Regions from separate parts of the Danio rerio genome. Here region 2 is linked to region 1. A link is a contact called in public Hi-C data. All regions are on one chromosome and are shown on one strand. Each heading gives the region's core, a stretch centred on a gene start, on an enhancer-like site or on the middle of the called end of the contact. The rest is flanking DNA. Distances are from core to core; before and after follow the strand shown.

The links. A called contact is a pair of places that touch in the nucleus more often than the background predicts.
Region 2: a contact with region 1 is called in a Hi-C map of hematopoietic stem cells, with 3 times the contacts expected there. The contact joins the promoter of bsg here to the promoter of cirbpb in region 1. A contact is called at or near these places in 3 of 18 Hi-C or Micro-C datasets (caudal fin, hematopoietic stem cells and an unstated tissue).

Annotation. Positions count from the first base shown.
Region 1 is chr22:18,239,655-18,242,204 of GRCz12tu, forward strand. It overlaps cirbpb (cold inducible RNA binding protein b), which reads right to left and starts at 1,265. Exons shown (of 8, transcript NR_132111.1): 1 at 1,141-1,265; 2 at 433-541; 3 at 221-327; 4 at 1-35.
Region 2 is chr22:18,633,519-18,636,068 of GRCz12tu, forward strand. bsg (basigin) reads left to right here and starts at 1,272. Exons shown (of 9, transcript NM_198142.2): 1 at 1,272-1,502. The coding sequence starts at 1,433.

The sequences.
Region 1 (2,550 bases), core at 15-2,514:
GCTTCATCAACGCGAATCATGCGACCATCAACTTGCTGGAAAACAAAAACGACAAAAAAGACTCAAACATGCACAATTCAAATTAGAATAACATTTATCTAAACCTGAAAAATACCCAGAAAAAAAGGATAGACGTTACAAAAACCCTCTTACAACAAATACATGGTGTCTTAGCACTCAAAATTACAGATTTTATTCATTAAAAGGCTAAAATTCTAACCTTTCCATTCATGGCAGCCATGGCATCCTTAGCATCTTCTGGATTTTCAAAGGTCACAAAGCCAAAGCCTCTAGAACGGTCAGTTTCACGGTCTCTGATAACATCAACTATAAAAAAATAAAATGAAAAATTACAAATTAATTTTACACACACATATACAAATTAATATAAAAGTATACAAATACACACGTAAAATGGAACTAAATACAAACCTTTGGCAATGGTTCCATATTTGGAGAATGCTTCCTCCAAGGACTGTTCTGTTGTATCATAGCTCAGACCACCGATGAAAAGCTTTCCCTCGTCAGACATGATGATAACCTGAAAAAAAAAAATGTTGACTTAAAAGCGTAAAGTATATAGATCACCGCGTGCACACGAGAATCGAAAGCAAAAACACCGCACCTAAAAGTGCGTCACAAGGAAACGCCATTTTCTAACCATCCCCCTTCCTCACAACGTGCTGCAGCCATTTTGCTTCAAAGAAAGGCTTTAATCTTAAATACATCAGCGCACCCAATACTTAACATCTTGATCGATCCTCGTTTTAAAAAAATACAGTGAAACGATTACTTAATGCTAAACCCGGTTTTGTAAAAAGTAGGTCAGTGGAACTAGGTCACGGAAAGCAATTAGCGTCAACGACACGCCAGCAGCGTGAACAAAGAAAGTCACAAAATCGTACAATTCCGCGACTACTTACATGCTGCATTTGAGACCTTTTAGGTAAAACGGTAGTCACACCGGGGAACATTACACAATACCTATTTTAAATACTTGTAAATATGAAAGTATATCAAATATCGCCTAAATGCGAACAATAAAGCAGAATTACAAACTAAACATCAACAGAACAAGCCGAATCAAATTAATGCTTCAGTATAGACCAAAAACATGGCAAGAAAGATCATATTTGTTACCTCAGAGTTTCTGTTGAACACACAGGACGGTTGTACAGCGCGTCGCCGACTGCGGCAGAATGAGAAAGAGCACAGAAAATGGCGCCCGTTTAAAGGCTTCACGTCACTGCGGATCAATGAGGGCGGGTTCACTTCGCGTCGCGTCACAGGCTTTACATGAATAAAGATCCCTTTGTTACGGTTATAATGCTCTCACGCGGAAACATATTGCTTTTTGTCGCATATGAATGGTGTGTGTAATATTTACGGTCATGAATTTACAGTTACCAGTGGATAGGGTAAATAACGACCAAGTTACTGCACTTATATTATTGACAGAAATAAATAAATAAACCATGTTGTTATCAGAATAATCAGAAGACATAAACTCATCTTCCAGTTTACCAATGAAATAGTGGAGAGCAGGGACGAAAGTACCATTTTTCATAAAATCCTTTAAAAAAAATTTTTTAGTAGATTTTTATTTTTTGTTGCTATGGTTTCTAACTCACAATGTCTATCAAAATCAGGTGTTTTTTTTTTTGTATAAATGTAGAACAACTCTCATATAACATATAACTCATATAACAAAAGTTGCACAGTGTTACTTTTGACCCCATCAGTAGGGAAGAACACACGTCTGTCAAAAATATCACAACTTGTTAGATATTTCTTTCTTTCTATTTATTTATTTATTTATTTATTTATTTATTTATTTATTTATATCTAGTATTAGTGCTAGTGCTAGATTTCCTGACTTAATCTTGTTTATTTTAAATATATCTGACTAAAACTATGTTAATATTCACTGCAAAAATATTTGTCCTCCTTTGTTATTACAAAAAAATTAAATGTCATTTTCATTTTAAATTTTAGTTCAACCAAATCTTTTAAAAGCGATCCAACAATGCAAAACTTGAACATTTCCTACAATTTTTAAATATTTTTTTATTATTATTGGCAATATGCATCAATTTTATAAACCATTTGAATGCAAACACTGCAAACTAATGTGTTATTAAGAATAAGGTTTGTCTTTTAACAGTGGGACACGATTTATAGTTTGTCCTTGAAGGAACTCATTTAAATCTGATTTACTTTTACACTAAAAAACTCAGAGAATGCAAACTTAAGGATGTGTTATTGCACTAAATAACCCACAGATATCATATAGCGTGACACATGAAAAGAGAAACAAAACTTAATAAGAAAAAAAGAACTGCTACAACAATTTATTTTTTGCACTTAAAAACAGAAATACAGGCCTAACCGCGGAACATTGTCCCAAAATTAGCTGATATTTGGCAGCTCCATCAAGGTTTGCACGATGAATGTGCTAGTTTAACCTGGAAAGCAAATGTTGTCAGTGCGCTGAAAAAAACAAACAAACAAACAAACAAAAACGCTTTGTTACTTTCGTCCCACATTACT
Region 2 (2,550 bases), core at 22-2,521, 390 kb after region 1:
AATCTAGGCAAACCATATATGGTTATGACTGATGTTAAAGTTATAACGTCTTTTTGGACATCGTCATCGATATATTTTGATATATTTGATTAATAAATATTGTACACAATAAACAATAGTGTTTACTTTACTTTATTTCACAAATATTGCGATTGAGACGGCCGAATGGGGAGCATTGTTTCCGATCGCCATTCAATATAATAGAGTGAACAGTTTTTAATCAGTCATTATAGCTGATCAGTCATTATTATCTGACAATAATATGGCAGATACTCGTTTGCTGGCTTTGCTGAATGATCTCATTTGGACAGGTTTAATTTATATAATGGATTAATTTATGATGAAGGAAATAATAGCAAGTTAAGATAGGCAATAATACATTATATGTCATAAAAATATTTTTATATGTAACAAATGTATAACACTATATTAATATTTTACTCAAGCGGTGTTTATTAGCTTAATTTTCCAATAACCTTTTAATTAATGATTTCCCACATTTAATACTCTTAATAAAACTATTAATAAAATATTAACTATTAATAAAAAAAATCATAAGTGTATACACACACACACACACACATATATATATATATATATATATATATATATATATATATATATATATATATATATATATATATATATATATATATATATATATAACAGCTTTAACAGTGACAGTTTAGTAAAAGATAGTAGTTTATATATAAACTTATAATTATAATCAGTTAAGATAATCAGTTTCTAACTATATTGTTTAAATGGTTAACTATAGTAGGCTAATTTATTTTAAAGTGACATTATTGTTTGCTTTTTATATTTTACAACAACGTGATTTTAACGAAGTATGATAATATTAAGAGCTTGAATTAGTTTATTACACTTAATCCATCAATTAGACGGTCTATTATGTTTTCTTTGTGTATATGGACACATGAATAAAGTCATAAGTGTCTTTAACCAATTATTTTTATTGACATAATTTAAGTTCAGAAACTGCAGAGACTTTAAAATGATCGTTACGATATAATAATAAAATTGACTGAAATGGGAAACCATATTTGTGAAATTCAATAGGTAGCGATAATGCTAAAGAGTTAGTTACCATTTATGGTTTGCCTAGATTGTGTGTCCTAGATTGTGTGTGCCTCAAACGTGTGTGGTTCTGCGGGCCTGCAGCTGGATATATCTCAAAACATTAGCAGTCGAAATCATTTTGGAAATTAGCAAACAAGTGCAAAACGCCGTGACGTTGAGAACCGGACGTGGTGACGCATAAACTCGCCCTTCTTTACGTGCGCGTTCTCGAGTGAGCTCCGAGTCCGAACAAATAGAGGACGACTAGGTTCCTCTGAAGGCTTTCTCCATTTTCTTTTTTCATCTCGAACAGGCCCAAAATTTTCCTTTTAGATTTTAATAACTCCTCAGCATGGAAAAGAAGCTCTTTGGCGCTGTTTTGGTCATTTGTATCGGCTGGTTTCAAGCCGAAGCTATGACAGGTAAGGACGTCTGCTTTTTCTGTTGATCGTGTTAGCTCGTGAGCTCGTTTTTCACACAAGGCGTTTGTTGACAGAAACACGACTCGGACGACAGATTTTACATTCACATTGTTTTTACTTTACTATAAAGCAATATACATCGTTAGTGAACGTTTGTAACGATTTGAAAATTGGAAAATCGTCGGGAATCTGTCGCGCACGAGCGACCGCTCTCGCACATTTAGTCAAACTATAAATCAACAGCTGATGTTTAAGTTAAAGTAGTTGTTTTTCTCCTTGATGCTCTTTCATACTCTCCGCAAACTATTTGTTTGTCACAAGTAATTATATTTTAAATGTTTATATTGAAAAATGTTTAAGGTTACGTTTACCACACTCAACCCCATCACGTGGATTTGCTCTGCTTTCATCCAAAATAACCTTTAATCCCCAAGCATTGGGTTTTGTAACCACCTGAGTTACACATTTTCCAAACTGTAGAAGATCCCTTAGTTGATATTTAATTATTTCAGGAATGGCTCATCCAAACTTTTCCAAATGAAGTATTAATATTTGTCCCTATTCATGCAGGTCAGTTACTCCAGTAAATGATGTGTAAAACCTGGTAAGCAGCAGGCAATGATGACAACCGGTGCAGACTAGTTTTTGGAGGCCTCCTGTCAAGTTTTGTAAACAGGAGGAGCCTGTAATCATTTATAATACAAGCTGGGGAAGGCAAAATATGTTTCATCCAATCATTTGACAAAGCAAGCAGCAATTTTCATCTTTCAGGCCTCCCTTGTTCCGTAAAAGGCTCAGCTTAAGCTTATTATATTGTTCCATCACTGGAAATGGCAATAATCTATGCAAACCTACTGAACTTGAGCATGCAACGTAGTACACTCACTGTAATGAAAGTTTAGTGTTTAATTGGAAATCTAATACTGTGAAATTTATTAAAATATTATTCCTACCCTTTCAGTAAAATCAATTGCTTAATGATGAATGCGAGTGATTGTTTTCTAGTCTGGCTCCATCATAATTTGTTTACTCCTCCTGAAGCAACAGC